2 separate regions of the Bombyx mori genome follow, and region 1 is linked to region 2. A link is a contact called in public Hi-C data. All regions are on one chromosome and are shown on one strand. Each heading gives the region's core, a stretch centred on a gene start, on an enhancer-like site or on the middle of the called end of the contact. The rest is flanking DNA. Distances are from core to core; before and after follow the strand shown.

Evidence for each region. A called contact is a pair of places that touch in the nucleus more often than the background predicts.
Region 1: a contact with region 2 is called in a Hi-C map of whole pupa, with 3 times the contacts expected there. The contact joins the enhancer-like site here to the promoter of LOC105841518 in region 2. A contact is called at or near these places in 3 of 7 Hi-C or Micro-C datasets (all in whole pupa).

The regions. Positions count from the first base shown.
Region 1 is chr8:1,768,195-1,771,987 of ASM3026992v2, reverse strand. The region is part of intron 2 of LOC105841518; the gene reads right to left. Among protein-coding and RNA genes, the nearest start is that of LOC101736925, 32 kb to the right of the region's middle. Within about 2 kb of position 1,722, at least 8 of the 8 cell types and tissues checked have open chromatin away from gene starts, as enhancers often do.
Region 2 is chr8:1,720,480-1,724,305 of ASM3026992v2, reverse strand. LOC105841518 reads right to left here and starts at 2,371. Exons shown (of 3, transcript XM_062669578.1): 1 at 2,190-2,371; 2 at 1-2,077. The coding sequence starts at 2,371. LOC101736799 (phosphatidylinositol-glycan biosynthesis class X protein) reads right to left here. Exons shown (of 5, transcript XM_062669643.1): 5 at 3,123-3,826.

The DNA of each region.
Region 1 (3,793 bases), core at 473-2,972, 48 kb before region 2:
TACTTTACACTATGTACTTTTTTCCCTACCTATAATAATGTAGTTTATCAGCAAAAACAAAGGTGGTAGCCCAGATCGCAACCTTAAAAGTTGAATAAATTACTGCCTGCCGGCAGAAATAGTTAAAGTAGTGGTACCCATCCGTACTCACAAGACGTCCTACCACCAGTAAATACAGTATTGCTTAGTGATTGGGCTGCAGAGAACTATAGGTAATAATGTAAAACCGAAAGATCCTGAATCGCGCTATCGAAATTTCCATCGAAATTTTATGACCCGTTATAGAAATCTGAAAACATCGCGAACTGTCACTCTACCTAGTAATGTCATCTGTCGTTTTCATTAAATACAATATTCAAATTTACTGATATTTAATATTACATTTTCTGCATTCACTATTTCACAATATTATGCTTCGGTGAACTAATTATGGTCAGTCCTAGACAGGAATACTAATTCGAATTACCATATTAATTGTGGGCTAATTGGATTCTCGGCAGTCCAACCGAAAGCTAATTCAACTACGAATAAAATTAAATTATAAAATAAATAATTGGTTAATATGTATAAAGTTTTATCAAACATTTACATAATATATCTACATCGGCTTATCAAAACATCCATATTCATAATATGAATGGGCGGGCGATTCGGAATTTACGGACAACTTATTGTGGTTGTTCCCAATTGGATACTAGAATCCAATGGTATCAGAGCCTGAATGCTACCACCCACCTTGGGGTATGATTTTCTTTTTTATTTTTATTGCTTAGATGGGTGGACGAGCTCACAGCCCACCTGGTGTTAAGTGGTTATTGGAACCCATAGACATCTACAACATAAATGCGCCACCCACCTTGAGACACAAGTTCTAAGGTCTCCGTATAGTAACAACGGCTGAACGGCAGGCTGTCCCTCTCTTCAAACCGAAACGCATTACTGCTTCACGACAGAAATAGGCGGGGTGGTGGTACCTACCCGTGCGGACTGACAAGAGGTCCTACCACCATGTAATCGAAATCTCAATTTTGATGTATCAAGTCAAGATTATTTCGCGACAGAAATAGGCAGGGGTAATACACTTCCGTAGAGGTTCACGATCCACAATAAAGTGGGTAATTTATTAGGCAGTTACATAATTTCGTTACGTACGCAACCTTTAATATCGAGAATTAGCAAGAATTTCTTGCCATTGTCGATAATTACTAGTAATTACGGAGAAACAAAAAAAAAAGGATTACACTAGGTCGTTTAATTAAAAGGATTATTATTATTAGGATTATTAAGGACAAGCCTGGAGCGTCCATGTAATTTTTTCAATTCTATTTTGTTTCATTGTTTTATGACTTCATTACATCATCAGTTAGCTCATACGTTAGAGCGGTCACTATTACAAATTACATCCAAATATTTTTGGTAGTGACATATAAAGAAATAAAAGGAAATTCAATTACCTAAAGATTCCTTTTTTTATTAATGTTTAAGAAAAGCTATGGAAAGAGCGTATGCCTCTCAGACCCTTGATCACTCGTTTTTTTTATATAAAAAAAAAACAACAACAACAATAATGTCCGAAACGCGAAACGAGGTAATCGTATTTTGTAACGTCATAGTAAGTAGGTACTGCAGTCTGCAGTCCCACGGGTCTACTACAGTCACGTTTTTGCAGCCTGTTTTGAATTCATAAGCCTACACGGACAACAGCTGATCGCGCGCTGTTGCCGCACCGGCGCGACGTCCCCGCTCCCCCGCCCCGCGACGTTGCCGCTCCGCACCCAGCTCCAGCCGTAGAAACGGGAGACCGGGATGTCGGGAAGAAAGTTTCCTCAAGTTTTCTCGATCGAAATTGATTTTGACGATGCTTTCTTCGCAGTTTGAAGTTTTTCATGGAACGATCGATGAGTAAATGCGGATGGCTGTTTTGTGTTTCAAGTTCGTAGACAGACTTGATTAAGGACTTTTTGTGTTAAATGTTTCTGTTTGTACTGAAATTACTAATCGAAACGCAGACTTATTATACTCTTATTAGAAAATGTACCTTCTGTGGCGGTATCTATCATGGATCACAAGATTTTTTATTTTTATTATTTGATTTTCGACATATACAAGCCCGTACAACAACATGTGAACTACATTGTCTAGTTTATATAGTTCATAGCAGTGTAATGCAATTAGCGATGGTCTTGATATTTACTCAGCTTAAGCTAAGAATAGCGCAACATTTTAATTTACATTGCTCTTAATAAAAACGCCATTGACGACACGACAGACATTCTCCAATGATTGCATGATCGATTAAAATTCTTTGCACGTTGTAGCGGAAACGTTCATCGTAAAAGAAGCTATATTTTTTATCTTCATTGTTCAATTTTAGGGATCAATCGATATTACGATTACAAATTCAATTGCAAACGTTGAATCTCTATAGTTATTCATCACTATTCTTATTTTGTTTACAAATATCTAAATCAATACAATTTGTTTTCAAATATTAACGTAGAAAAAACTGAAATAATCTTCGGTTCTTCTACGATTCTCTTTTATTATTTGTCAAGTAAATATCCACTGTAAATATTTAACTAATATTTATCATAGAAGAAAAAACAAACAACGAAAAGCCTTTAGAAATTCATAATGCATCCATTTTCAAGTCTTCCTGGCTTAAAGGCCTAAAAAGTCGTCGTGGCCTAAAAGATAAGATGTCCGGTGCATTCGTGTTGAAGCGATTCACCGGTGTTCGAATCCCGCAGGCGGGTACCAATTTTTCTAATGAAATACGTACTCAAAAAATGTTCACGATTGACTTCCACGGTGAAGGAATAACATCGTGTAATAAAAATCAAACCCGCAAAATTACAATTTGCGTAATTACTGGTGGTAGGACCTCTTGTGAGTCCACGCGGTTAGGTACCACCATCCTGCCTATTTCTGCCGTGAAGCAGTAATGCGTTTCGGTTTGAAGGGGAGGGCAGCCGTTGTAACTATACTTGAGGCCTTATAACTTATTTCTCAAGGTGGGTGGCGCATTTACGTTGTGGATGTCTATGGGCTCCAGTAACCACTTAACACCAGGTGGGCTGTGAGCTCGTCCATCCATGTAAGCAATAAAAAAAAAGAAGGATAAGACAGCCGGTGCATTCGTATCAAGCGGTGCAACGGTGTTCGAATCCCGTAGGCAGGTGCAAATTTTCTAATTAAATACAACAATCTAACAAAGTTTCATGATTGACTTCCACGGTGAAGGAATAACATCGAGTAATAAAAATCATTTGCGTAATTACTGGTGGTAGGACGTCTCATGAGTCCGCATGGGTAGGTACCACTACCCTGCCCTTTTCTGCCGTGAAGCAGTAATGCGTTTCGATTTGAAAGGTGGGGCAGCCATAGTACTGTTAAAACTGAGACCTTAGAACTCATGTCTCAAGGTGGATACAACGTACATGCGAACCGCTTTGTATTTAGCTTTACTTTGTAGATGTCTATGGGCTCCGGTAACCACTTAATACTACTTATCTCGGCAATAATAAAAGTTTTTCAAATATTAGCCTTTCATAATATAATTTTTATACATAATAAAAGCTATCTATCATAAAACGTAGTATAAAGCAATTTGAAATTCCAACTTCGTGTCCCCAATCGGATCGGAATTTTCCTGTATAGGCTTCACCGACCACAAACAACGCTACGCTACTAAAGTAATAAAGATAAAATGAATAAAAACGCTAAAATCAAATGGTTTTTTTGTTGCATTTGTAGTTCCATATGCACCATTCATTTATGAAATAAACATGTC
Region 2 (3,826 bases), core at 1,122-3,621:
CGAGCAGCTCGACACTGTCGGGCTGGCTGACTTCCTGTGTTTTCCTAAATTCAAGGGTTCGCACTGTTGCTTCGTGATCGTAACTTCGGATGTATACATTTTAGGTGACGGAGACGAAAGTAGTGTTTCTAAAAATAGAGCCTGTTTACTTTTTGTCACGGGCATCGTGAAGATTTCCGGCGACGACGGCACTGCCGGTATGCCACTGGGCTGAGGAGATTGCATCGCATCTGATTCTCTCGAAGGTGCTCGCGGTATTTCTATCCTCCGCGGTGAGGCGTGCGGAGTGGCCATCCTTCTGTGTACGCTTAGATCTTTAGGTTGTTCATCACTCTTGTCCGACAAATTGTCTTCGATAGCGTGTGTGGTCTCGGCTGCCCTAGCCACTACTTTAGGTATATCTTTATCGACATGTTTAACGCTTAAGTCAGTCGGTGAATTTTCATCGTTAGTTGACGCCTGTGATAGTTCTTGAGCTAAATTCAGAATAGGCTCATCATCGGGAGGCTGGTCGTCTATGTCCGGCTCCTCAATTTTACTGTCAAGCTCGCCGTCGGTCTGACAATCTTCGTCTTTATTTTGTGATGTAGCGTCTTTGGGTTCGTCCTCAGTTGATGTGTCATCGCTTTGGTCAGGTATCGACCCCTGGGGTTCTACGTAACGTTTTTCGGATTCATAGCTCTCTTGTAAATCAGATACTTGTTCTGAATACATCGTGTCGGATGACGCCACGTCGTCATGTATACTCTTTTCTATGGGGTCAGTGTAGTGATTGACGTTGTTAGTCGCTTGCATTACGGAGGCTTCGCTAAGCGCCTGAAGGCCACAATCACTGGAAGGTTCCGCTACAAACACTTCATCCGACATATAGCTCTCCACGGAACTTTGATGCTCCGGTTGGGTAAGGTGGTGATCGCCTATGTGGTGAAGGTGCAGAAGACCCTGAGCAGCGGTAATGCTGCTCCGGCTCGGTGATTCGAGTGAGTGTTCGAGTCTGTCGATGATATCAGAGACTGGACCGTTATTTAACAACATGTCCTCCTCAGACTCTGCGTACTCGGCGGCCCCGTGAACTAGATGGGCGAGTTTGTCCAGCGTCTGTCCGAGGATTTGGTTATCTTCGCAACCTTTTTCGACCAGCGAATCTAGCAATGCTTCATCGTGAGGTCCTCCAAGCTCTGGCAAATAGTGCGCTTCACTGATCGTATCGAACAGATCCTTGTGCACGCTCATGTCGCCGCCGTAAGCGCTGTCTTCGGTACAGTTCTGAGCTTGGGCCTTGCGCTCGTAATACATCGCTTCCGGTGGCTTCGATGCGCTCAGATCAAAGGACATGACGTCCCGCGCTACCTCTTCCGATTGCAGGAAAGAGTAAGACGGGGCGGCGGGAGGATGCGCCGGGACGGCAGCCTGCAGATCCAGCCCGAGCGCCTCTTCACCGCGCTGTTGGTTGAATTCGAGCTCGGCGACCGCCAGCAGGTTGTCGAGCGGTGTCGGCTCGGGCACCTGCTGGCGAGGCACCGCTATCGTGTGGGAGGGAATGTGCGACTCCAGGTCGGGGGGGAGCCACGCAGGTGCGGGCTCCGGGACGGCCGGGCGACGACGACGCGGGCCGTCAGATCGTCGGCGCCGGCGCCGCTCCTTACGGTCCCGCGGTTGCACGGGAGGGATGCGAATCGAGTTGTAGATCTCGGTGCGCGGGATCACGCGCCAGCCGGCCGGGGTGCGCGCTATGCGGATGCGATTGCGCGGGTCGTAGTCCTCGCAGTGCACCTCCTGCACGGTGCCGTCTCGCTGGCGGGCCCACAGGAACACGGGTCGCAGACGCGGTGCGGGCGGGCGGGCGGCTAGACTGCGCGCGCGGCGACGAGGCGGGGGCGGGCGGCGCGGGGCAGGAGCACTCCGACTGCGGGCTACATCGGCGCGGGGGCGGGCGGCGCGAGGCTCGCCGCCGCCGGCCTGCACCCGCGGACTCACTCCGGCGCGCCGCAGCGAGTGACGAGCGACGACCGCGCGGACGCGGCCCCGAGGCGGACTGAGCGCGAGTGGAGCCCCGCCCCGCCGCCCGCGCCCCGCCCTAACATCGATCCCCGGCGCCCGCTGCACCGCGCCTGCACCGCCCCGTCACTCCCGCCCGCCCCGGCCCCGGCGCCCTCTGCCCTCGTTAATCTTAAATCCATATCTCCAACTCCGACGTGGTGCGTTCCGCCTCCGGCCGGTGTCCGTTTTCCTTGTTCGTCTCTCGACCGGCTCGGTAGCGTTGCGAACGCTGGCCCTGTGAATAATTCGAACCATGCGTTGCCCTTTCATATGCAAATGTAGGGATTGTAGTTGACATAGTCTTGTCTGGGCTTTGCGGTTCGGCAAACATTTTGCAAAGTAAACTTCTGTCACTCGCTTCATTGTTAATTGCGAGATAGAAGGGAGCATTTCGAAACAATATTAACCTTCCTTCGATAGTGATTTATAATACTAAAATAAACTATTCGTATAGGGGTTGCGCTGTATAGTTGTAGTTGTATCACTCAATACAATTAGTATGTGTTCACTACCTATTCAATGTTTTGGTTTATAAAACAGGTTTTTGTACTCTAGCCAGGCGAATTGATACTTGTGCTGCCACCTAGGTACCGGATTAGGTTAAAATTATAAACTTATGCTTCTCTGTCTATGCAGGAACTTTAAAAACACGAATCCAACAGTTCCACGATTAAATCACAGATGTCACTTTTATCATTTTTTGTGAGTTTTAAAATTCCCAAAACTATAAATTGAAGCTGTCCAGGTTTCACACGCTCCAAACGTAAATTAATTATTGCAATTTAGGAGACCGTTGAAAAAATCTACAAAAAATTGGCTCTAAATCTTTGACAGGAATTCAATTAACGAATAATAATTTTGAAACATGTTTGGTATAGAACAATGACGACAGTCAATCAACGTCCAGGTAAAAACGTAATAAATAATGTTTTATCCTAGTTCTGCCGTTTTTCGTTGTAGTGGTCATTGATTTAGAGTACTGTACCGGGGCTCTACTTTCGAATCCTGGACATAGTGCCTTTGCTTAATTAAATTTCACTCGAAGAGAATTAGGAAAATAGTCACTCGTAATTAAAACAAAATTCAATGAAACAACTTTATTCGTTTTAATATTACATTCTCTTAGAATTACGACTAGATATTATTGTTTATGTAGCCCTGTTAAAACTATACGGAATGGCGAACATTTAAAACTTCTAATACTATGGACACAGTTCTAATAACATAAAAAAAAATATAGTGTTAGGACGTCTTGTGAGTCCGCATATTTCTGCTGGGAAGCCATCATGCATTCCGCTACTAAGGCTGGGGCAGCCGTAGTACAATGGAATTGGGATTTCAACCCTGTCTTAGGGATGGAGCAACATTCTCGCTTTGATCCACCTTTTTTTTGCTTAGATGGGTGGACGAGCTCACTGCCCACCTGGTGTTAAGAGGTTACTGCAGCCCATAGACATCTACAACGTAAATGCCGCCACCCACCTTGAAATATAAGTTCTAAGATCTGAGTATATACTGTAGTTACATTTAACGATTATAGTTACGATCATATCATTACGAAGTAGTTACGGTCTACTCTTTACAGAATAAAATGGGTTCAATTTTGCGATGGCGGCATGATTTAAGACTAAAACCATAGGATCGACTAAAATATCTTGGACTACAGCGGACCTCTCTTTTTAGAATGAGTAAATAATTTTATTATTATAGCTTCCTGATTTATTTTAATACTTAGTCTGGCCATAAATACTGTTATAATTAAAAATAAACAAAATATTACATTTGA